5 separate regions of the Mus musculus genome follow, and all the other regions are linked to region 1. The links are chromatin contacts, called in public Micro-C and promoter capture Hi-C maps. All regions are on one chromosome and are shown on one strand. The core of a region is the stretch at or near the end of the contact, and the rest is flanking DNA. Distances in the headings are between cores, read along the strand shown. Region 1 holds the start of Insm2 (insulinoma-associated 2). Region 2 holds the start of Nkx2-1 (NK2 homeobox 1). Region 3 holds the start of Snx6 (sorting nexin 6). Region 4 holds the start of Cfl2 (cofilin 2, muscle). Region 5 holds the start of Baz1a (bromodomain adjacent to zinc finger domain 1A).

Region 1 (4,932 bases), core at 831-3,330:
TTTTCTCCAAGCCATTCTCGAAATCTCGACAGGCCTCGGTCCTCAACAGCCAGGCCTCAGTGGCATCTGCAGCAGCAGCACTTGCCGGCTTTCGGAGGGGTGGCACTTATTGATGTGCCGGGTCAAGCCGGGGGAGCTAAAAAAAGTGGACGGGCAGTACTTGCAGGAGAAAATCTGCTGAGCGCTACCATCGGATGCCCCTCCGGGGCCTGCTTCCGAAGGTGCCCCGACCAAGGCGGGCAGTAGCAGCTCCTCGCGGACAGCGTGCCATAGCCGGTGCTTCTCTCGAATGTCCGCGGACGGGAAGTGCGCCCCGCAAAGCGGGCACGCAAAGGTGAGTGGGGCCGTGCGCTCCGAGCCAAAACCCGGAGTTGGTGCACGGGCCGAGCCCGTCTCATGGGTGCCCAGGTGCTTGCGCAGATAGGCTTGGCGACGGAACTTTTTGTGACAATACGGGCACACGAAGACCTCGGACGTCGCTCCTGCGCTGGCACCGCTCGACCCCGGCCCGTGGCGCCCTAGAATCACCTCGGGGTAGGGAGCCTGGGGTCGTGCGGCCTCCGGGTACACTAGAGCCTGTAGGCCCGGGCGCGCGGCGCTGTCCCGGTGCTGACCGTCTCCGGAGCTGTCCGGAGCCTGCGGGTGCTGATCGTCGGTCCGCGGCACGCGGCCGTTCTCCTTGCCCGTCGCCAGGGAAGGGTCCGGAGGGGTCAGAGGCGCGTGGGGAGGTTTACTCGCGGCGCAGGCAGGCGTGGGACGTGGCTTGTGCCAGCGGCGGTGGGAGGCGAGGTTCGCGGGGCAGCTGAAGACCTTGTCGCACTCGGGACAGCGGTACTCGACGCGCACGATGCGGGAGCAGCGGTGCTGAGCCAGAGCGAAGGGGTCCGCGTACTGGTGCTTGCACAGCTGGCAGATGAACTCCCCCAGCGGGGTGCGGACGCCGCCCAGAGCCCGTGCCGGAGCCCCGGGCTCCTCCTCTTTGATCTTCAGACCCAGCACCGGGGACGTGGTCACCTCATCTGCGAAGCTCAGCCTTCTCACCGCCTTAGGTTTCCTGACGGCTGCCGGCGCTGAGGCGCAGACTGGGGCACCCTTACCGCGGCGCTGGAGGCCATGCGGGGCGGGCCCGGGGACGGGAATTGGAACGGATACAGGGACCTGCGGCGGTACCAACTCCTCCCCGGAGGTCACGGCCGCGGGCGCCGCGGAGCAGAAGGCGGTGGCGCTGGGGAAGGACTCCGCAGAGACCGGAGAGCGCAGGCAGCGCTCCAGGAACGCGCGGCGCAGCTCGGGGCCCGCCGGCCTCGCGGGGCTGGGGCCGGGGCCGTCGCCGCCACCCGCGCCCCACTCGGCGTCGTCCTGCGGAGGTGCGAGGCAGGGGGACCCCAAAAGTCCCCGACCGGGCTCCTCCGGTGAGGATTGCGCCGCGAGGGGACCCGGAGGAGGGAAAAGCGGCTCCACCGGGCGCGCGCGGTAGGAGCTGCCGGAGCGCTTGGTTCGCTTCACCAGGAAGCCCCTCGGCATGGTGGGTCGGGTGCCCGGGCGAGCCCCGGAGCTAGGAGGGCTGGACGGAGCCGGGCATGCGGCCGCCCGCTTTATAGCTGAGACGCCGGGCCGGGTCGGGCCGGGCCCCTCGGGCTGTGCCGGCCAATCAGGAGTGGGAGCGGGTCCCGGGGCGGGGCCTCCACCCGGCCGGGCGCCCCGACAGAGACGCGGGAAGACGAGCGGGCACGAAGGGGCTTGGGGCGCCCAGTGCAGCCTCCGGGGACCTCGCGCTAGGGAGCCAGAGCCACCAGCCCGCCACGCGCCGAGAACTGACCAGGCCCACGCCTGGGCGTCGCTCTGAAAGGCTCGGCCGCCTCGGGAGGTCAGAGGAGGGACGGCCACCGCGACAGGGCGGGAATCCGCGCGGGAACGGGTTAACGTCCCTCCGCCAGTACTGAGCTGATGAGAAGCTGCGAGCGAACTGCAGGGCAGCTAAATCCACCGCCCTGTGCCTACACTTGACGGCGGGAGCACGTCTGCCATCCAGTATCGATCGGGACTGCGCGCTTCTGTGATACTATGAGAATTCATCTGGGGAGAAGAGCTCTCGGCGCCGCAGATCGTGCGTGCTGGCAAACCTCTGGAGCTCAGGACGCTGCACGGTTCAGGCGCCGAGCTCTTGGCTGATAAGTGTCCCCTCCCTTGGGGAAGAGGAGTGGGGAGGGGAAGGGATCTAATTTTCGACTGTCCTCACATAAAGTGGTTTCTCTGTTCACACTTTCCACTTAAGCTACCCAGAGACATGACTTAATGCCTAACTGGCCTGTTTAGCATGGAGGAGATTGAGTGAGAAATGCTGGTGGAATCGGCATTACACCTGCTTCCCTCTACATGACAAGAGACACTCTGCAAAAGATGTGCAGTACACCAACTCAACAGATTGTCCTCTGGGCCCCTTGCCACCAGCTGGGCACTTCGTTGTTGTAGTTAAGAACCTGAAGAGATTTGTAGGTTTGTAGTACTGATTGAACGGTGAAATAATTAGCCCTATTCGACAGAGGTACCGTATCAGCCTTTATAACAAAACCCATGCAATGTGAGAAGAGGAAAGGGAAAGACCCGTGCTCGGAGCTCCTCGATAAACAGAACTAAAAGCAGACTCAGTTAAAGTGGAATGCAGGCTGAGTCCCATCATCAGTGAAGTAATTTCACATGGAGGACAGTATTTAAGGAAAGAGACATGAAGGTCTGTTTATCTCTGGCTATGCATCAGGTTATGCTTAAGCAGGCATGCGCGCATGCACACACAATAAAGTTTCACAATATAATACTTAACCAAATACCCTGGATCCTCTGGTTTTCTGTCCTGCTGTACTTTAAGGACTGGATTAAGCTCAGCAGTTATGATGCTTTCCATTAAACAGTGTGGAGCGAGCGGCGTACAGTAAGTGTGAGATTTTACAATCAAAATTCCTATCCCGAATCATTAAAATGCTAAAGTGCTAAGTAGGTTAATAAGCTTGGTTTCCTGAGCTGGTCATTTCCAACATGTCAGTGACCTCGGGGCTGACTTCTCACTCAAATTCATCTCATCCTACCCCTTGCCCACGAGGCTTTTTCCTGAAGCAAAGCATATTGGCTCGTGTTTTCCACCAGCTCCAGTGCTGCTCCCCCACCCTCTTCAATGACAACCTTCCTGGAAAACAATACCACATTTTTTTTTCATTCTTAATTAACAACTTTCTAGAAAATATGGATAAAGAAAACTCTTTGTCACAGTATTGTTGGTGATTGTAAATACGCTGAGATTACGTCGAGGAACTCACCTCTACTGCAGATGATGAGTTAGCCATCAGCATCAGACGGAACTCAGAGTACATCATGACACTAGGCCCCAGGATGGGAAGGTGCATGTGTGCACTGCAGAGCTCAGTGAGGAAGGAATGAAATGCATGCGACACCGGAAGCGCTCGGGATGGAAACGTTGTGATGCGCATCCGCTTAGTAAGAATTTTAATAGTTTTTGCTGACTTCAGTTTTTAGATCTTTTAAGTGACCTGCAAAAAGTATACATGACTCTGGTGATTAGAAATAAAAATAAAAAGAATATCACACACACACACACACACACACACACACACACACACACACAAGGCTAAGGTTAAATGTGGCAGCTTTCCCTAGGATAGACTTGTGCGGTTGTGGACATTCCCCAGATCCTTGACAGGGAGACCTGACCCTGCCAGCTGAAAGTCACTCCTTCAGTTAAAAAATAAAGACTTTAAAATTCCGGTAACATAGGACTCGGTGCGAACCTCCCCTGGGCTATCCTAAAAGATTCTTCAGAGTGCCAGCAATCCTTTCTGTTCTCTCACTAAGATACACAATAGGGCTGGAGAGATGGCTCAGCGGTTAAGAGCACTGACTGCTCTTCCAAAGGTCCTGAGTTCAAATCCCAGCAACCACATGGTGGCTCACAACCATCTGTAATGAATGAGATCTGATGCCCTCTTCTGGTGTGTCTGGTGTGCTTACATGTAAAAAATAAATCTTAAAAAAAAAAAAAAAAGACATACGATAAAGATGAGGCCTAGAGAGTATGTGAGATCTTGGTGTCACCCACCCCCTTTCTCTTGACAGTGGGGACATGTTCCCTCTCTGCTCTGTTACACTTTGGCAAAAATTCATGAATGCTGAATCATCTCTCAAGATTTAATTTTCTTGTTGTGGGATGAAATTGATTTAAATTTAGAAAATTTGAAGGAAAAGGGGGCCATGACAATAGAAAGGAGGCTACTGGGAATAATGGGAGGAACAAGAGAGGGTATAACCCAAATATCCACTCTCTGTACTGGCTAGTTTTCATCAGTTTGACACAAACTAAAGTCACCTGGTGTCTTAGGTAAGGTTCTGTTGTTGTGAAGAGACACCATGACCAAGGCAACTCTTATGAAGGACAACATTTAATTGGGGCTGGCTTACAGGTTCAGAGGTTCTGTCTATTATCATCATGGCAGGAAGCATGGCAGTGTCCAGGCAGACATGGTGCTGGAGATGGAGCTGGGAGCCCTACATCTTGATCTGCAGGCAGCAGAAGGGGACTGTCTCCTACACAGGATGGAACTTGAGCATAGGAGACCTCAAAGCCAGCCCCCAGTATGGCATACTTCCTCCAACAAGACCACACCTACTCCAACAAGGCCACATCTCCTAATAGTGCCACTCCCATAGGCCAAACATTCAAACACGGAACTCTATAGGGGCCAAACCTATTCAAACCACCACATCTGGGAAAGAGGAAACTTTTTTCACATAGGCCTATGGACATCTCTTCGGGGGCATGTCTTGATTAATGATGGATATAGAGGCACCCAGGCTCTATGGGTAGTGCCCTTCCTAGGAAGGGCCTGCACTGTACAAGAAAGCAAACTGACGAAGCTGAAGGGA
Region 2 (4,932 bases), core at 1,690-4,189, 940 kb before region 1:
AATCCTGTACTGGGAATAGAACCCAGGTTCTCTGAAAGTGTTCTTTACCACTGAGACATCTCCCCAGCCCCATCAAGTCCTCCCAAGTACAGCACAGCAAAGATGCTATACCTGCAGTAGCTATCGGAGGATTGGGTGTTGCTTCTTACAGAGCCTTAGAGGCTTGATCCCCAAGTTGAAGTCTGAAATACTGAATTAGAATAATTCATTGTGCTAATGTGCTTAAAGACGGTCAAACTCCTGCACAGCATCTCATCACCGATTATTTAAGTCACTGACACAGCAAAGTAGGAAGTTGTATGAGGCAGGCTTCTACCACATCCCCACATACAGTGTGTATGCACACATTCATGCACGTGTCCATGTGCATGTATGGTGTCCATGTGCATGTATGAAGGGATTTGCTCCAGGGGATGGTGGGAGCTCACATAATCAGAAAGTGGTAAAGCCAGGTCTCAGACACCAAGATTTCTGAGCTCTACTCCAGGGCATCTCCACCCCCCCCCCCAAGTCCCCCAGCACTAACCTAGCTAATCCAGGACACAAAACTTCACTGGGACACGCCCCCTTTCTCAATGCTTGTTACAAAGTAATTATACATCACTGCAGTGATCTAGTGCTAATATGGAAGCTTCAGGTGGAGACCGGCCATAGATAGGTCGTTAATGGCTAAATACTCTGACCTAGCCTACCAAATATCGGATACAGCATGGGTTCCAAGAGTAGTTGCTAAGTGAATCATGAATTGTAAGATAACATTTTGAACTTTGCAGCATTAGAAGAAGCACATCTAGTGCCCTTGGCAGATGTGAAGGGTTTCATGGGAGTTGGAAGTAAGCAAGCTGAGGTGTAGGTGGCAAGTGGTAGATCTGGTTTGGACATCCTCTCTCTAGCGTTCTACCAGTGAGCTTTCAAAGAGACACTGGAGGGGAAGAAGGAAGTGTCCCTCTGCTACACTGCTGCAAAGACTAATGGTTACTCTGCTCTTCTTCTGGTGAAGCCTGAGTCTCTGCAGCCCTTTGATTCCTAACTAGTGAGATTAAAGAGGACCCTTGGGGCTGAACCAGGGAATAACCTTATGAGGGCTGAGCTCTGTCCTGCTAGCCACAAGGCCAGTCTACTGACAGCGCAGGAGGCACCAGCCATGAGGGGTGGACTAGGTTTTTAAGAATTAATCCACAGCTACAAGAGGGGAAAAAAATATCTCTGGTTTAACCCGAGTGGGTCCTGTTCAAGATGAGTCAGAGAGGCAGCATGCTCTCTAGTCAGAAAGACTAACCTGGTGAGAATTCTCAAGATCTTTGCATGGATGAGTTCAGAGATAAATAGGTGGCTCCCCACCCACCCACCCAACACCCCCCCCAGGCCCCCAAAGGCTCTTGAGAATTCTGGCTTACTCTTGTGGATGTCAGTGCTCATGGGAAATAATCCAGAATGGTGGATGTTTATGAAGGGGCAGAAGTATGGGAAGTTCATTTGGTTCAAGTCACAGAGTGCAACAGAGCCCCTCACCCCCAGTTCTAGATGGGAGCTGTTGGCATTGGTGCCAGCAGGAGAAGTTTGAAGCTCAGTCCAGTTCCCCTCCCCTTCAGGGTAAAGCATGGGGGTTGCCAGGCATCACTCCCCTCGAACTCTGACTGAAGCTCAGCCCCTCACCTAGTGCTGTGCGGCTGGGGATGGGGGCCCCTAGTTACAGTAGGGCTAAGATGCAGCTTGTGTACATTCTCCCAAACTGGCCACCTGCTGGTGTTTTTGAAGGTCCGGGCTGCACGGCTCAGAGACTGTAGAAGATTGAACAAACCTTTCACTCCAGACTAACAGGCCCCCCGAAGAAGCAATGGATTTGATATTAACCACAGACACAGAAATATCGACCTTGTTAGTGAGCTTAATTTTCTTCCCTCAAAGCTTTGGGCGTGTTTTGATGTGCCTGATTTTGCTTAAATCTCACCAAAAAACCTTCTGAAGAATTACCTCCTTCTGTAAGTGGCACTAAAACCGGGAGAGACAAATGACACTCTACCCTTGGTGTTCCTATGACCACCAACAATTATAAAATAACGGGGTTAAATGGAGACGGAGGACCAGGGACTTCCTAAGACGATCCCGTTCCCAATGCTAGCAGATCTGGGTCGCGCCTTCAGACTAGGTCTGCATTATGCTTTGCCTGCCCTTTCTGCCGTTCACTTGATCTAGCGTGGCTTCCCCTCCCTGCACTCTCGACACTGTAGACCAAAGTGCTGTAGCTCATCTTGAGAGCGCCCCCCAGAGAAGTCCCTGGGAAAGGAGAGCGCAGAGCTCTGCTTTCCACTTGTCCTTAGCTACAGAGACACAACGCACCTGGCCGCTTAAAGTCGGGGTTCCCTGCTTCAAAGCCACCTCGGGGGCGGTTCGAAAATGCGGGCCCAGATGGGAGGCCCGCTGATGCCCAGAGCCTTCCTTCCCTTCACGATGGAGGTAGGTGGTGAGGAAAGCTAATGTTAGTTTAGTCGTCGGCTTTGTGTTGAGGGAGTAGAGAGCACTCTTCAAGGAGAGATCTTAAAAAGCAAATAAAACAACTTTCCATACTATAATTGCTATTAATGGAAAGGAGCCTACCCTGCTGAATTAAGTAGTTCAAAACTGCTTGTTCATTATCGGGAGCTCCCTCACTACAAGGAGGGGAAAGAAAATGTGAAAACAAAAACCAAAATCAAGAAGCCTCCTTGACTGGCCGCCGAAGTGTCTAGGAGGCACCTGCCGGGCCAGGAAGCACTCCGCCCTCCCAGCCTCTAGCGCTCCAAGAAAGCTCGAACAGCAGACAAGCAAAGCCAAAACAAAAACAAACAATAACGAAAACGCTTAAATTCCAAGGAGAAAAAAAAAAAAACGGAGGTGGTCTCCAAATCTGTGCCATGCAGGGCTTGGCTGGGTAACCCACTTAGCTGCTGATCCTGACCTGGTAACAGCAATGAGGCTGACGCCCCCGGGCCCGCTAGGGAGCACAGCCCACAGCTCCCCCTTGCCAGGCGCCCAAGGACCCTCAAGGCGCGGGGCTCACACTTGAAGCCTGGGAACGCTCAGACAGGAAACCCACTTCCTCCTAAGCAGTTTCTTCCTAGCCGGATGAGAGGCGCCCAATTGAAGCAGAATGATCCTCATCTACTAATATCCAGCGTGGCCACAAAGCGACCGGCCATTTACGCCGCCACTTTAGACAAAGATATTTGGTTATTCCCGGGGAAGCAAGTGCACTTTTGCATGGCTGAGCTCCGGGAGGAGGCGAGCCTCAGCCCAGCCTCCCGCCCGCTGGGCTGCGGGCGTCGAGATATTCGCCTCCTCCCGGACAACGAGTTCCACCCGGGTTCAGACTCAGTTCCACTCTGCAACGGATCTGCGGGCGCTCACGCGGCTCCCCGCCCGGGCTTTCACTGAAGCATCGGAAGGGAAAACTGCGGGGATCTGAGCTGGGGTGCTGGGACTGGGATGTCCTCGGAAAGACAGCATCAGCTTCTGAAGCCGAAGTATCCAGGCCATGGGCAAGGGTCAGGGGCACCAGGTTTGTTCGAGATGGGGCAACTTCCGTGGTGGACTCTCCTGTTAATCCCCCGCACCCTTAGCCTCGTAGCTCAGAGGGCCAGCGGTGTACTTGCCTGGGCCGGCAAAAGGGGTGGAGAAAGGGAGCGGCGGGGTGGGGTGGGCTGGGGGGGCTGGTCCGCTAGGGAGCCAGGAGCTTGGTGGGGGGTGGCGCGGGGATCGGTGACAGCCTCCCGGAGGCAGTCGTTCCCTTACTCAGCTCCCCCTCCGCCCGCTGGGATTCTCTCGGGTAAGGGGAAAGGGGGCGGGGAGCAGAGGTGTCCCTCTGACGGCGGCGGCAGAAGAAGCAGACAGACTGACAGACACATAGACCAACAGTGCAGCCCCAGGGTTCATCCCCAGACTCGCACACTCTTTTGGTGGTGACTGGGGCTCAGCGCAGCGAAGCCCGATGTGGTCCGGAGGCGGTGGGAAGGCGCGGGGCTGGGAGGCCGCAGCGGGAGGGAGGAGCAGCCCCGGCAGGCTCAGGTGAAATCCCGCTCCCTGCTCCTCAGCCCCCTTCTCCCCCAAAGGCCAGCCCCTGACCTCGGAACCCCGACCAAATTGGACCGCGGTTCCACTTTGTAACTCCCCAAGTTGGTTGCAAAGCAGTATTCACCTTCCGTTCTCCTTTCCATCCCTCCCCTTAGGTTATTCTCTACCCCACCTCTGGCCCTCCCGCTCTCGGTTCCCTCCTCCTTCCCCCCCCCCCGCCTTTTCCTCGCGCGCCACAGGCACCCCACAAAAATGGGGGTGGGGGTGTCCAAGGGAGGGGGAAAGTAATGCTTTGGTTCTCTCTCTCTCTCTCTCTCTCTCTCTCTCTCTCTCTCTCTCTCTCTCTCCCTCTCTCCTTCTTTCTCTCTTTGAGACCTAAAAATCTTGACAAGTGAAGCTTAAAGGTGTTTACCTTGTCATCAGCATGTAAGCTAATTATCTCGGGCAAGATGTAGGCTTCTATTGTCTTGTTGCTTTAGCGCTTATGCCCCGCCTCTGGTGGCTGCCTAAAACCTGGCGCCGGGCTAAAACAAACGCGAGGCAGCCCCCGAGCCTCCACTCAAGCCAATTAAGGCGGACTCGGTCCACTCCGTTACGTGTACATCCAACAAGATCGGCGTTAAGGTAACACCAGAATATTTGGCAAAGGGAGAAAAAAAAAGTAGCGAGGCTTCGCCTTCCCCCTCTCCCTTTTTTTTTTCCTCCTCTTCCTTCCTCCTCCAGCCGACGCCGAATCATGTCGATGAGTCCAAAGCACACGACTCCGTTCTCAGTGTCTGACATCTTGAGTCCCCTGGAGGAAAGCTACAAGAAAGTGGGCATGGAGGGCGGCGGCCTCGGGGCTCCGCTCGCAGCGTACAGACAGGGCCAGGCGGCCCCACC
Region 3 (4,932 bases), core at 784-3,283, 800 kb after region 1:
CAGATGGTTGTGAGCCACCATGTGGTGGCTGGGAATTGAACTCAGGACCCCTGAAAGAGCAGTTAGTACCCTTAACCACTGAACCATCTCTCCAGCCCCCTAAAAAACCCTTAAAGTAAATTCAATGGTCTCTCTAAGACCATGGTTGAGAGGAAGTTCTTATTATAGATACAAGAGAGGGTACAATCAATTGGAAGAATCCAGAGCAAGGAGAGAAAGTAGAATTTACAGGAGCAGCAGACTGGACCAGGGCATGAAAGGAGAAAGGGGGGTGGGGAGAGTGAAAGAGGGAAGGAAAAGAGAGACAAGAGAGAGGGGACCAAGAGATCACATAGGGGGCTGGAGAGATGGCTCAGTGGTTAAGAGCACCGAACGCTCTTCCGAAGGTCCTGAGTTCAAATCCCAGAAACCACATGGTGGCTCACAACCATCTGTAAGGAGATCTGACGCCCTCTTCTGCAGTGTCTGAAGACAGCTACAGTGTACTTACATAGAGAGAGAGAGAGAGAGAGAGAGAGAGAGAGAGAGAGAGAACATGGTCGGAATGCACTGGGGAGGGGAAGCCTGTGAGCTGGAGACGTTTAGGGTAGGGGCAGGGTGAGAAGAGCTAAGAGGAGCTGGGCTGCCATCATGGGCCCTGTAGTAGATATTTGAGATGCTGAGAGCCTGGAGGCTGGCCAGCATGTGCACTTTGGTCATTTCAGACTTTTTGTTGATGATAAAGGGCAATGGAATCTCTCTGTAACTGCTTCTTGGCTGAAATTAGGGTGTCATTGTCAGAGCCAGGAAGGCTGAGATGCTAGTAAGGCCAGGGGTGGAGAGAAGATTCACACCAGCAGATCGTTATTTACATGTATATGTGTAGGAAGGGAGGTGGAGAAAATGAGTCAATTGCAGACACGGTGGTATTTGTTTGGATGTGAGGCATGAGGAGATGAAGGATCTGAAGAGGACAAGTCGAAACCAGGCTTGGACCTTGAGAGTGATGATGTCATTAAGTGGAGACACAATAGTCCGGGCGGTGGTGGCACACGCCTTTAATCCCAGCACTTGGGAGGCAGAGGCAGAGGCAGGCAGATTTCTGAGTCAGAAGCCAGCCTGGTCTACAGAGTGAGTTCCAGGACAGCCAGGCCTATACAGAGAAACCCTGTCTCTAAATAAATAAATAAATAAATAAATAAATAAAAGTGGAGACACAGCTTTGCTTGAGTGATCCTTTGTAGAAGTGAAGTGTGGTAAGTTAGAAATGATTATTTTTATAAAATTTATTTATTTATTGGTTTTGTGTGTGTGAAAGGACAATCTGCAGTACCATTCTACCTTGTGGGTCAGTCCTGGGGCTTGAACTCAGGCCTCTAGGCTTAGCAGCAAGTACTTTTCCTCACTGCTAAACCAACATGCTGGCCCAAGGGATTATTTTCTTGAAGCATCTGTGGATGCTCCTTTCCTGCTACTCAGCTGGACAGTTAGATCAGGTCTGGCGATTGTTTCTTAGTATACAGGCAAGGAATACTCTTGTAATGAGAACGGCTCTGTTTTTATAGTGCTCGGTCATTAGCACCCCAAACTGAGGTAGTTATTACTTCCCCAGCAGTAAAAGCTTGATTATAGCCCCTGTCTGCTTATTGTGTGAAGGCTTTTGGCTCCTGAAACTTCCACAGGCAATATGGTATTAATGGTGATTAATCATCATGTAACTCAATACAAAGACAAGAATATTTACTGTGACTTCCTGGGAGTACTGGTACAGTTTTTTAGGGGCCCTCGGGGGCAAGAGACGTGGACCGTTCTCCGGGTGGCCCTGGGGCCTTCCCAAGCCTGAGCTCGCCAGCAGTGAGCAGCGACTATCGCTCTGGGCCAACCCTCCCTCTTACCTGGAGCAAAGGACCCTGCGTCCTTTCCCCTTCAGGGACTGCTCCCCCTCCTAGAGCGGGCGGGGGGCGGGGCTGGCGCTCGGCTCCGCCCTCCGCCCCACCCGCGCGGCCGACTAGGTTCGTGGCCTTGCTTGTGCGACTGCGCGAGCCCTGGACTCGAAGCAGCCATGATGGTGGGTGTTCACGGCGGCGCCGAACTCGGGGCGCGCGGTGGGGGCGGCGGGCGCGGGGACGGCGCGGGCTGGGCGCTAATGTCTCTCTTTGTGTCTCCCCCTTTCCCTGCCTCCCCTTCGGTGTGCTGGGCCCGCCGACCCCACAGGAAGGCCTGGATGACGGCCCCGACTTCCTCTCGGAGGAAGACCGCGGAGTAAGTTGTGTCTTCTGTGGTCTCGACCCTCGGTCCCTCCCCCGCCGTGGCCCGAGAAGGGGTCCAGGCTGCGCTGCCGCCCTGGGTCGCCCTCCCGACCTCCGCGACGCGCGCCCCGCCCTTCTGCAGCCCTTCGTCCCTGGGGTCGGGCGCTTCTCGGTTCCGCTGGTCCCGTGGCCGCTTTCTCGCCCTAGGTGGGCGATCCAACCCTGTGCTGAGCTTGCTTTTCCCAGGCCCCGCTGCAGGTGGGGTGGCCGGGTTGGAACGCCCCCATCCTTGACTCTCTGGGCCACGAAACCCATTTTCAGACCTTCCCGGTGGTACCGTCAAAATCTTTCTGTGGCTTTCTGGAACCTCGTTTCTCCTTTCTCTGCTGAATGGTATGGATTTGGTCTAAATTTACTCTTTTGTAATGATTTTTTTGCAATCAGCAAATCTCAGTTTTGCCCTAAAAGATTTTTAAAGAACGGGTCGCTTTCAGTATCTTTACTTTTTCTAGTATATTCCTCAATCCCCATCCTTTTCAGGATTCTCTCGATATTGTCTCCCATCTCTAGCTCATGTTAAGGTATGACTTACAAAATAATAATTTATATAAAGATGTACAGCGTGATATTTTGATGCGTGTAGAGGTTGTGAAATAATTACCATTGTCAAGTTAATGAACACAGACCTCACTCGGGACCTTACTCAGGTACCTTCATTTTCTTTTTTGAGGAGAGCACTTGGTCTGCTCTCAGCAGAGTTTCAAGTATCCATTATTATTAGTCACTCCACTGTACATTAAGTATCCAGAACTTAAAACTGAAAGTTTGTATCCTTTGACCACTCTCCCCCCTCCCCGCTTCCTGCCCCTTGTTCAAAGGTCTCATTTCTCGCTCCCACTGCATCCCCCCAGCAGCACTCCATTTGTCTTAGTGAAAGATAGCATTGCATGTAGAGCCTTGTACAGGTGCACTGTTACTAATGTATGACTGCCACTAAGCAAAGTTTCATTGTCACCATTTTATCACTCAGCAGCTCACACTTGTCCAGAAACTTGGTTTGAAACAAGTTTCCTTGTACAAAGCAATTTTTTTCCTGCCTCCCAAGTGTGGATGTGGTGCATGCCTCCTAGCCTAGTTTTCCTTTTGTTTTCTATTTTGCGGCTACTTATCCATCCTAGAAAATGTGAGAGATGCAGGTGTTAGTGGATTCAGGATAGATGGTAACCGTGCAGGATATTGTTGTTGGTAAGAGATTCTTTGTCTGTGTGGTGGGTAGGTGCAACTGTGTACAAACAAGTTCTGTAGAGGTCAGACAGTGTCAGACCCCAGAGGCTGGTGTCACAGGTGGTTTTGAGAGCAATCTGTGTGGATGCTGGGAGCTGAATTCAGGTCTGTAAGAGCAGTGTGCCCTAACTCCTGAAGTCATCTCAGCAGCCCCTGAAGCAGTTTTAAAGAGTTAGTGTCACAGAGGGGCACATACTACTGCTGATCTGTTTCCTTCCTCCAGATAGTCCCGTCTGTTCTGCTTTTCTGTCATATGTGTTCCATTGCAGAGAACAACTTCGCAGACCCAGCTCTCTCCTACTTGTATGTGGGTTCTGGGATTGAACTCCGGTTGTTAGCAAGCACTTCACTTACCTAGCCATCTTGCAGGCCAAGGTTGGGGTTTAATAAAGCTATTTAATTCAGGCTTAAGCATGAGGGTTAGGAAAGAGCCACTCTCTTGGAAAGAAAGACAGGCACACCCAAGAGCATGGGATGTAAGTTTCTCTAAGGTGTCTTTAAAAGTCCTGTGGTGTGGATAGAGACTCCTCACCGGGGACCTGAGAGTAGCAGCCAGATGCTTTTTTGTTTTTTTCCAAGACAGGGTTTCTCTGTGTAGCCCTGGCTGTCCTGGAACTCACTCTGTAGACCAGGCTGGCCTCGAACTCAGAAATACACCTGCCTCTGCCTCCTAAATGCTGGGATTAAAGGCGTGTGCCACCATTCCCAGCTTCCAGATACTTTTGTAAATGATAAATGAACTCCCTCAGTTTACATAGCAGCTTCATTTGATTTCTGGTTTCTAAAATTTAACCTCTAGTTAACTATAAAACAATGCTTATGTGTATTAATTACAAAGAGAGAGAGAGAGAGAGATTTGGATAAGACAGAATTAGAATTTACTAATTGTATTTTGGGGTTTGTTTTGTTTGATGTTTTGAGACAGGGTCTTGCTTTGTAGCTATGACTGGCCAGGAATTCATAAAGACTTGCTTGCCCCTCCTCCTCAGTACTAAGCTTAAAGGCATGAGCCACTGCCCAGCATATTTTGGACTTTAAGGGAAAAGAAGTGGGGTTGAAAATGAGAGGTGAGTGTAAGACCTTGGCCTCGATCCTTGATTCTGGAAATAAAATAGGAGAAACTAGCAGTTAATTGATGAAACGAGATTAGTTTTAGTTTCAGTTAAACTGATTGTTCTAAAAGCATGTAGTCTTCCTTGTTTTAGATAAAAAACTGTCTTTTGCCGGGCGCACGCCTTTAATCCCAGCACTCGGGAGGCAGAGGCAGGTGGATTTCTGAGTTCGAGGCTAGCCTGGTCTACAAAGTGAGTTCCAGGACAGCCAGGGCTATACAGAGAAACCCTGTCTCGAAAAACCAAAAAAAAAAAAAAAAAAAAAACCTGTGTTTTGTAGTCTACCATAAAAAGCAAATAGGAATTGT
Region 4 (4,932 bases), core at 1,367-3,866, 740 kb after region 1:
AGATCTCTGTAGGCTAACCTGGTCTGCATAGCAAATTCAGGCCAGTCAGTCCTACACATATAGTGAGACCCTGTCTCAAATAAATAAATAAATAAATAAATAAATAAATAAATAGATAAATAGATAAATAGATAAATAGATAAATAGACAAATAGACAAATAAATAAATAAATATTGAAAGGACAAGTTACATTGGGTCAGCAATAGGCTTTACCAGAATAGCAGGTTTCTACTCTTGGCTTGTTTAGTTGATGCCAGCTGTCCTACATGGGACTTCATTATACAATTCCTAAAAGCAAGCACTCTTTTTTTTTTAATTAGGTATTTTCCTCATTTACATTTCCAATGCTATCCCAAAAGTCCCCCATACCCTCCCCCCACCCCCTACCCACCCACTCCCACTTTTTGGCCCTGGCGTTCCCCTGTACTAGGGCATATAAAGTTTGCAAGTCCAATGGGCCTCTCTTTCCAGTGATGGCTGACTAGGCCATCTTTTGATACATATGCAGCTAGAGTCAAGAGCTCCCGGGTACTGGTTAGTTCATAATGTTGTTCCACCTATAGGGTTGCAGATCCCTTTAGCTCCTTGGGTATTTTCTCTAGCTCCTCCATTGGGGGTCCTGTGATCCATCCAATAGCTGACTGTGAGCATCCACTTATGTGTTTGCTAGGCCCTGGCGTAGTCTCACTAGAGACAGCTATATCAGGGTCCTATCCGCACAATCTTGCTAGTGTATGCAATGGTGTCAGCGTTTGGAGGCTGATTATGGGATGGATCCCTGGATATGGCAGTCTCTAGATGGTCCATCCTTTTGTCTCAGCTCCAATTTTTTTGTTTTTGTTTGTTTGTTTGTTTTTTTTTTTTGAGTGAATTCCTGTATAGCCCTGGCTGTCGTGGAACTCACTCTGTAGACCAGGCTGGCCTCGAACTCAGAAATCCGCCTGCCTCTGCCTCCCCAGTGCTGGGATTAAAGGCATGCGCCACCACTGCCCGGCAATTTTTTTTTTATTTTACTATTTATTTTTTTACTTATTCACTTTACATTCTGCTCATTGCCCACCTCCAAGTCACCCCCTCCCACAATCCTTTCTCCATGCTCAAGAAGCACTCACTCTTAAGAACAAACTAGGGCTGGAGAGATGGCTCAGTAGTTAAGAACACTGACTGCTCTTCCAAAGGTCCTGAGTTTAAATCCCAGCAACTACAAGGTGGCTCACAACCACCTATAAGGATATCTGATGCCCTCTTCTGGTGTGTCTGAAGTCAGCTACAGTGTACTTATGTATAATAATAAATCTGTGGGCCTGAGAAAGTAGAGTGGACCGGAGCACCCACAACAGGCAGCTCAGGCAGCTCACAATGGTCTGCCACTCTTGCAACTCTAGCTCCAGTGATCAAACATCTTCTGGCTACTAAGGGCACCCACACACACATAGCAGACCTTCACACAGATACACCTACATGTACACTGAGTAAAAACAAAAGGATTTTTTACATTTATTTTTTATGTGTGTGCACATGTGCAGGTGTTTGTGAAGGTTAGGAGAGGGAGTCAGGGTCCATGGAGCTGAGCTCACAGGTGACGACTGCCTGTGTGCTGCCTGACATGGGGATAGGGTACCACCAAGCTCGATGACTTAAGTTTAATTCCCAGGGCCCACACGGTAGAGGAGAAATGACTCCCACAGCACACCTATTCACACACACACACACACACACACACACACACACACACACACTCTCTCTCTCTCTCTCTCACACACACACACACACACACACACGATTTCAACACAATTACCAAATCAAATGTGTCAGGCCCTTTTCTCTCCACATATAAACATTTATTTTTCTAGTAATCTCAATACATCCCATTTACAGGGGAAAAGAAACGTAACTTGAGCAGTTTCTGGTTTTACTTGGATTATAATTCTGTCCAAGGTATCTCCAGAGACTTTTTGTGACCTCACCCTCTTCTTGCAGAATTCCAGGTATAAGCCAACATTCCTGCTTCTCATTCTGCCTTTGCTTAGTACTTCAATCACTAAGGTAATATTTATAGTGTTCGTTCTCCTTTTAGTAATAAGAGGGGTCTAAACCCAGGGAGGTGGTGCTTGCCTGTAATCCCAACACCTGCAGGATGGAGGCGGGATCCGTTCAAGGTCATCTGCAGTTACTTCATGAATCAAGAGACCCGCAAAAGACTCCAAACGAGATCCTGTCTCAATTCAAACACACAAAGAAGAATAAGATCTTAACGATTCATTCAAAGTCGGGGCTTTCCAAAGGGGTCCCGAAAGGTTACAATCCGGACCCTTTCCGTGGAAAGCGCAAGTGAATGAAGCAAAGAGCTCTCTACCCGACCACCACACCCCGTTTCCTCACGTCACAACCCCCCAGAGCAGCGCCAGGAGCCCGCGAACCGCTCGAGCGTTGAACCCGGATTGGTCGCTACGACCATCCCTGTCAGCATCGGGGCTCCCGCCGCCGCTGCGCGTGGTTCTGCTAGCGGTTCTGGAGCTCCGGGGTCAGGCGGAGGACAGCGGCGGGGGCGGGGCCTGACCACGTGACCGCCCCCGCCCCGCCCGCCCTGCGGCCCTCCAGCCCGCCGCCCGCCCGCCCGGCTGCAGCTCCCGGCGTGCCCTGCACTCTCTGCTGCCCGCCGCCGACCCCTCCTTCTTCTCGTCCCAGTGCCACCGAGCCGGAGTCCGAGCCACCGCCGCCGCAGCCACTTCAGCCGCGGGCACTATGGTAAGGTGGGCGCGCCGGCGGGGGAATGCTGGGCGCGGCGCGGATCCCCGCGCGGCCGCCATCTTAACCCTGCCTGGGCCTGTGCGGTGGGCGCTTCGGCGCTGCGGGCCGAGGGCTCGAGGCCCTGCGGCCGCTCCGAGTCCCGAGGCGGGAGGGCCCGGCGCAGGCCCGGCGCGAGAGGGTCGCTCCTTGGGCCAGGGCCCCCGCGTGTTGCTCTGCCCTGCGCGGCTTAAGGTTTTTAACTCGCGCGCTGTAAGGTTGGTACGTGGCCAGCAGCCTCTGGGTGAGGGTCTAGGAGGCCGGCCATAACGCCGTTCCGAGGAGATTGAACAGGTAGAAACCTATTTTAAAACGCTTTTCTCGCCGTAGGGAGCCTTTTCACGGGATCTGTTAGTTTCAAAGCGGCTGCCAATGGGCGGTGGGGCGTAATCGCTGTAGCCGCAGCGGGTTGGAGTTTACACTTGATTCTCTTTCCTTATGTGGAAGCAGCCGTGGCTAAGACGGCTTTAAAGAAAGAAAAAAAAAATAGTAGAAGCGTTAACTGAAATCCTGGAGTGTTTTTTTTTAAGGCCTGCAGAGTTGACACAATACAGAAGGTATTTTTGCTGCTGCTCCTGAAGCTCTGACATCACCCAGTGAAATAGGAAACATTTCAGGCATGGCTCAACTGTATTTGTCCCTTCCCACCTCCCGTTAGCGGTTCTCTCCGTACTCCTTTAAGAAGGATGAATGAGCAGTATGAGTTAGACATTTTACCCGTATCTTCTTCTGATATTTAAAATTGACAGACCTAATAGGACTGCTTACGTTGTTTGGTGCAGTTTTTTAATACTCTGGCCAGACTGAAGTCTATGATTTTGGTTAAAACCGAAATCCTTATTCTAAATTCCCACCCTTTGTTTGTTTTCAGGCATCTGGAGTTACAGTGAATGATGAAGTCATCAAAGTTTTTAATGATATGAAAGTAAGAAAATCTTCTACACAGGAGGAGATCAAAAAAAGAAAGAAAGCAGTTCTCTTCTGTTTGAGCGATGACAAAAGACAAATAATTGTAGAGGAAGCCAAGCAGATCTTGGTGGGTGACATTGGTGACACTGTAGAGGACCCCTACACATCTTTTGTGAAGTTGTTGCCTCTGAATGATTGCCGATATGCTTTGTACGATGCCACGTACGAAACAAAAGAGTCTAAGAAAGAAGACCTAGTATTTATATTCTGGTGTGTAAAAACAAAAGAAAAAAAGTACTTCTAAAAGTGCAAGGATTATTATTATCAGAGTCAGTTTTTGCCTTTGTTTTTCTTTTGAAATTCAACATTTTCTCCCCCGTAGGGCTCCTGAAAGTGCACCGTTAAAAAGCAAGATGATTTATGCTAGCTCTAAAGATGCCATTAAAAAGAAATTTACAGGTACCAACATCGACTGTTCTGTACAAAAAAAAAAAATTTTTTTTTTTACTCTTTCTTAGTTATAAGGTTAATGAGGTGTGTTTTTCTTTTCCGTTTTAGGTATTAAACATGAGTGGCAAGTAAATGGCTTGGACGATATTAAGGACCGCTCGACGCTGGGAGAGAAACTGGGGGGCAGTGTTGTAGTTTCCCTTGAAGGAAAGCCACTATAAAATAATAGCCAAGTGCCATTTGATCTTAAGGGGCTTACACGTATCTCTCCAGCTCAGTCCACTGGAATTGTATTAGGTTTTGTTTTTTTTTGTTTATTCCCTTTTCACTGGTCCCGTTCGTGAATGAGTGAATATAAGAAGCCTGTCAGTATTGCCATGAGACTGTTTCATATGGTTACTTTTCTGTATTCCCAAGGAATGCCTTCCTGTCTTATTTTAGCCAAAACAAACTGGTTCCATGCCTTCCTTGCAGTGAACGTTACAATGGATGTGGTTGTCAATGTGAATAGCTTAGAGTACTACAAAGGGTAAGCTAACTGAATGCCTTGAAAATATTATCCACTGGTCGGTCATATGGGAGACTTGTTTCAGTATTATTTATAGTTGCACTTGATTACCGTTCTCTGAGGCACTGGAGCCTTCATACACCTCACCTGCCTTGGCAAGCCTATTTTTGTGACCTGGCAGCACAGATTTAACACTATTCGTTAAAAGCACTTTTTTTTTAATGCGTTTAATCCCTTATAAAGAATGCCAATTAAGTTTTATTACCTGTCATCAATT
Region 5 (4,932 bases), core at 668-3,167, 610 kb after region 1:
AATATTTGTATTTATAATAAGAAAATAAACACTTGCTTTTAAATTTTTAAAGAAAAATTTAAAATCATATTTACTTATTGGAGTGGGGGGGCACACAAAAGAGGAGATCAAAGGACAATCTATGGGAGTGGGTTCTCTCTTTCCCCTATGTGGGTTCTGGAAATGGAACCTAGGTAGTCAGGTTTGGTGACAAGTGTCTTAATCCACAGAGCCATTTGCCTGCCTATCTCGATTTTCGATAATTTAACAATTTTTAAAATGTAGCAAATAGTAAGTTGAAAACTAGAAGTATTCAGAGAGTTTAATCCCTTTCTAGATTCCCACTTATTTTAACTTTTGGATTATATGCATACTGTGCTAATACAGACCTCAGGCTAGGGGCTTAGCATGCTTAGGCCCCTGGGTTCACCTATCTCTCTCTCTCTGTCTCTATCTCTCTGTCTCTCTCTCATGCACGCACACACAACACTCACCTTGTAAATTAAATTTTCTTCTTGCCCCTTGTTTAGGGGACTGTTGTAGGTGCTATTAATAACTACTTCCTAGAGAATTCTTACTATTATTCTGTATATTATTTGGAGGTCAATTTTTTAAAAGTTTTTTGTTTGTTTGTTTTTCGGGACAGGGTTTCTCTGTATAGCCCTGGCTGTCCTGGAACTCACTCTGTAGACCAGGCTGGCCTCGAACTCAGAAATTTGGAGGTCAATTTTCAAAACACCAAGTCTTTAAGTGTGTACTGTGTACTTCTCTGAAAAGCATACAGTCTTACGTATATACTTGCCACTGGGAGACTTGTAAGCTTCTGTGGCTATGCTCATGCAGAAATGTGTATGCACACACACTATTAACTGCTTTTTAGTGCCATAGAACAGACTTTCACCAAGTATTATTTTACTCGTTCTATAATCATAGTAGTTTGAGAAGTTCATAACTGGTAAATAGTCTTAAACACCACCACCCACATACAAATAGTTATAGAAGATCCCAGTTTTTAAAATCATTTCACAGCATTAGTAATTAGGAAAAAAAGTAACATTTTACTGGAAGACTATTCCTCAGTTATACTTTTAGACTCATTCTTACATGTTAATTTGCAAATAAGCAAATAGAGTGATGGCAAAAATTATTAAAAGTTGGTGAACATTCTGAATGACTTCTAACTTAGAATATCCTTTTCAATTCAAAAGTCCCAAGTCTTATAAGAATTAAATTTGGTTTCATTTGTGAAAATTACTGATATGGGAAAATTGTTTAATGAGACATCTCGGTAGTAAATTTAACATCGTTAGGACTCTAATTGAACTGAAAATTGACCTTAAGTTACTTGTAGATTATAAGTTACTTATACTTTTTAAAAATTCTGGGTTTAGTTTTAAATATGTAGGGGGATCATATAAGTGAGATGACATTTCAAACTTTTGTCTTTTCCTGAGCTATCAAACTCTTTGAATTGTTTTAAGTATCAAGAAGGACTGGTGTCAAAAAAAGTTCTTTCTTTCAAGATGGATGATTACGCATGCAAAATACTTTGAGGGTTTTAGCGATTTCGTTTCTTATTCTTCCTTTCTTCAAAACGCAATTTAAATCGGAGCCGGAATCCCCTTTTCAACTCAATAGCTGGGCGCTGGTGGCCCATTGGAAAAGATGAAGACTTTACTTTGTCTGCCATGTGTTTAAGGAACACTAGCGCTTTCCCCAGATCTTCTGGCCGATAATCTCAAACATGGAGGATGCTTCTGATTCCTCACGAGGGGTTGCTCCATTAATTAATAATGTAGCTCTCCCAGGCTCTTCGCCCTCTCTTCCTGTATCAGTGACAGGCTGTAAAAGTCATCCAGTAGCCAATAAAAAGGTAGAAGCGAGAAGCGAAAAGCTCCTCCCCACAGCTCTTCCTCCTTCAGAGCCGAAAGTAGCTCAGAAACTTCCCGGGAGCGCGGAGAGGCGGGGAAGTGCCGGCGGGACGCGATCCCCGCGCGGAGCCCGGCAGTGGCAGCGGGAGCGGCGGCGGCCGGGAGAGACTCCGGGGCGGGGCGGGCCGGGACCTCGCGGCGTTCCTCGTGGGAAGGTGCGGCGGCGGGCAAGTGCTCGCAGGTGAGGGGCTCGCCAGCCGGCGTCCCGGGGAACCGGGAACAAAGCGCGGCGGCGCCCGGGCTCCGTGGCCGCCTAGCCCCGGGGATGCGTCGAGCACGTTGCGAGTCCCGGGACCGGTGGTGCGGCGGCCCGGAGCGGCGCTGGGGGGTGGGGGGGGGAGCCGCCGCACCGCCCGCCGCCGGGCGTCCGCCCCATTGTGAGGCGCCCGCGGGGCGCGCCGGGGCCGCGGCCGCCCGACAGACTGGGCACCCCGGCGGCGGGGAGGACCGGACTCGTCTGTCACACAAAAGGCAGCCGAGCCGCCCCGGCGCTCCCCGACCTTACCGGCTTTCTCCTTTCCCTCCAATTTGCTAGGGGCGCGGGCGGACGCGCGCAGCCGGGAGATGCCGCTGCTTCACCGAAAGCCTTTCGTGAGGCAGAAGCCGCCGGGGGACCTGCGGCCGGACGAGGAAGTTTTCTACTGTAAAGTCACCAACGAGATCTTCCGCCACTACGAGTAAGGCCGGCCGCGCAGCGGGGACAGCCGCCCCCGCGCCCTTTTGTCTGTCTGTCTCCTCTTTCTCTCCCGGGGCTCGTGACGGGTGGCCGGGCCGCCCATCCCCCGCGCGCCGTGACCGCGTGGGGCGGCTGGCGGCGGGGCCCGCGGAGGCCGGCGACCGCTCGGAGCCGCCGCGCTCGCCCGGGCGGGCGGAAACTCCCCGCCTCGCCCCTCCCCGCCGTGGCCGCACGCGCTCGGCCGCCGGTTCCGGGATCCCCGCCGGGTCAGCCCGCGCGCCGCCCCGGTGCCTCAGCCCGGAGAGGGATTCTCCGAGCCCGAGGGCAGGAAGCGGGCTGGCCCCGGACTGGGTTTTTCGCGGTCGCGCGTGGCTTCTGACGTTTGGTAGTGGGAGGCTGCCGGGGCTGAGGTGGGGACGGGGCGGGAGTGGAGGCTCGCTCCGCGTTGGGGGCAAAGGGGTTACTTCACCGGCCGGGAGGACGGGGCCGGGGAGCGTTGGGGCACGGGTGTCCTGAGCGGCGGCCTCGCGTCCCGCGCCGCCTAGGCCTGGGAGTGTGCGACGAGAGCCACGCTCTGTCACCGCCTCTTCTTGGTGACTAAACTCCGGTCCCCGGGGAACTCGGCGTCTCCGCCCCCAGGAGACCTGCGAGGGAGTAGTCGAGCGGAGCGTGGGGAAAGGAGTGGGAGATAGCGGGGTCCCGGACGCCCCTGGTTTTCCTTTCGAGCACCAAGAGCTAGGCGGTGGGAGTTGGGAGAGGGGGGTTAGACAAGTTCAACTCCAGCTTCAGTTTGTCGCCTCCACCGCCACCTCCCCGCCCCAACACACACTCCCTCCTCTGGCTCATGTGGGCCGCCTGACATGTGCCACTGCTTTTGTTTTGATAAGAACCTGAAGCTGCTGCAGATGTAGCTTCAACTCCCAATTTTTTGTCATTGCTTGGTGTATCCAAGAGTTTCCGTGCGTGGCTCAGTGACACGAAGCAGCGACCGGTGTTTAAACAGACTCTTAAGTGAGAACCCGAATTGATCAGTCACGGGACATACACACACACACACACACACACACACAAGCCCTCTCGTTCTTTCTTTCTCCTCCACGCAGACTCTCTTTGTGGCTTAGAAACCGTATGTTAATAGCAACCGAATAGGTTGTGTGAAGGAGGATTTCTGAGTTTGGGGGCCTGAGAGAAAGGCTTGATCCAGGGATGTCTTTAGGCGAACTCAACAGCCAGCTGAGAAAGGAGTAGTGAGATTAGAAAAGTCAGTTCCAAGAAAGACCCTCCACTCCCTACCCTATCTTCAGCTCCCTAGAAGGGGTTACAGGTAACCATGTTGTATCTAGAGAAGTAGATAGTACTTTTCACCAAACAGTACCCTTAAGTAGGAGTGCACATCTCACTGGGCTCCTGTATAGACTTGTTTTATTACTTTGAGTGCACTCTTGTAACTTCTTAGGTGGAATTGAGTTGGGTAACTGTGCGAGGATGATGTCTTCATCTAATGTTTAAGCTAAAATCCTTAGGAACATTTCTGATTAATTTTTAATTTAAGAGTACCAAGAAAATAGTTAACAGGCTCACATCCAAAACTCTTCCTTGGTTTTATATAAGCAGTCTTTTGAAAAGGCTCTCCTGGCATTGGTTGAACCAGAGGGTCTGCAAGTTCAAGGCCAGCCCGTGGGCCACAGTGAGTTTTGGTTCAGTCTCTCGCTCTCTCGCTCCAAGGTTTCTTTGAAACTGGAACAGAGTGGCCTGACCTGGCCCAAAAATTTTTTATTTTTTATTTTAATTTTTTTTATTTTTGGTTGTAAATTGTTAAAAAAAAAAGACAGTTGGCTCTTAATACTAGAACTTATATATCTTAAATATAATTTCTTATTGATTTTTTTTATTATCCAGTGGCTTAATCTCTTTGACTTTTTTTTTCCTACTTGGAATTGAAAATCCACATCTTTGACTCCATGTAAATTTTAATACGCTCTTCCACCTCACACTAGTAGGCAATCCATCTTGCTTCAACCCAGAACAAGTTTACAGTGAAAAGCTCCCTGAGGAAAAGATTTGACTAGCTTCTAGTACATTGTGTTTGGTTGTCTGTCGTTCTTGTCAACTGAGTCCTTTTCACGAATGAGGAAGGCTTACAGGCTCTTGATTAAGCCCCTGGATTACAGTTGTAGTCACATATTTTAGCACTTGTTGGCACTAGAACTTGAATTCATCTTTCTAAGGCCTTCCATGTTCTGTGCTTCTTGCTATTTACTATCACATGTTGCTTCTATGAAGAATTCTTCCTGTTGCCAAAGTCTGTAGAAATAAGCACAAAGAAACTAGAATTACAAGCTACTC

Evidence for each region. Promoter capture Hi-C pulls out the DNA fragments that hold promoters and counts their contacts. Hi-C and Micro-C count contacts between places; a contact is called where the count stands out from the background.
Region 2: a contact with region 1 is called in a Micro-C map of embryonic stem cells, with 7 times the contacts expected there. The contact joins the promoter of Nkx2-1 here to the promoter of Insm2 in region 1. A contact is called at or near these places in 5 of 39 promoter capture datasets (cranial neural crest, embryonic stem cells, hippocampal neurons and 2 more), 5 of 484 Hi-C or Micro-C datasets (all in embryonic stem cells) and 1 of 115 datasets of contacts at active chromatin or transcription factors (embryonic stem cells).
Region 3: a promoter capture Hi-C map of liver shows a contact between it and region 1, with 2.7 times the contacts expected there. The contact joins the promoter of Snx6 here to the promoter of Insm2 in region 1. A contact is called at or near these places in 4 of 39 promoter capture datasets (cranial neural crest, liver and second pharyngeal arch cranial neural crest).
Region 4: a promoter capture Hi-C map of embryonic stem cells shows a contact between it and region 1, with 4 times the contacts expected there. The contact joins the promoter of Cfl2 here to the promoter of Insm2 in region 1. A contact is called at or near these places in 2 of 39 promoter capture datasets (cranial neural crest and embryonic stem cells).
Region 5: a promoter capture Hi-C map of embryonic stem cells shows a contact between it and region 1. The contact joins the promoter of Baz1a here to the promoter of Insm2 in region 1. A contact is called at or near these places in 2 of 39 promoter capture datasets (embryonic stem cells and liver) and 1 of 9 other capture datasets (embryonic stem cells).

What each region holds. Positions count from the first base shown.
Region 1 is chr12:55,596,065-55,600,996 of GRCm38.p6, reverse strand. It overlaps Insm2 (insulinoma-associated 2), which reads right to left and starts at 2,080. Exons shown (of 1, transcript NM_020287.2): 1 at 1-2,080. The coding sequence starts at 1,524. The coding sequence ends at 43.
Region 2 is chr12:56,534,915-56,539,846 of GRCm38.p6, reverse strand. It overlaps Nkx2-1 (NK2 homeobox 1), which reads left to right and starts at 2,939. Exons shown (of 3, transcript NM_009385.3): 1 at 2,939-3,538; 2 at 4,774-4,932. The coding sequence starts at 4,787. It overlaps Gm26973 (a long non-coding RNA gene), which reads right to left and starts at 2,657. Exons shown (of 6, transcript XR_872771.2): 1 at 2,341-2,657.
Region 3 is chr12:54,792,763-54,797,694 of GRCm38.p6, reverse strand. It overlaps Snx6 (sorting nexin 6), which reads left to right and starts at 2,033. Exons shown (of 14, transcript NM_026998.3): 1 at 2,033-2,047; 2 at 2,194-2,241. The coding sequence starts at 2,042.
Region 4 is chr12:54,860,561-54,865,492 of GRCm38.p6, reverse strand. It overlaps Cfl2 (cofilin 2, muscle), which reads left to right and starts at 2,616. Exons shown (of 4, transcript NM_007688.2): 1 at 2,616-2,749; 2 at 3,660-3,967; 3 at 4,080-4,156; 4 at 4,256-4,932. The coding sequence starts at 2,747. The coding sequence ends at 4,368.
Region 5 is chr12:54,983,321-54,988,252 of GRCm38.p6, reverse strand. Baz1a (bromodomain adjacent to zinc finger domain 1A) reads left to right here and starts at 1,917. Exons shown (of 27, transcript NM_013815.2): 1 at 1,917-2,091; 2 at 2,446-2,587. The coding sequence starts at 2,475. It overlaps Gm51983 (a long non-coding RNA gene), which reads right to left. Exons shown (of 3, transcript XR_003950194.1): 3 at 3,604-4,890.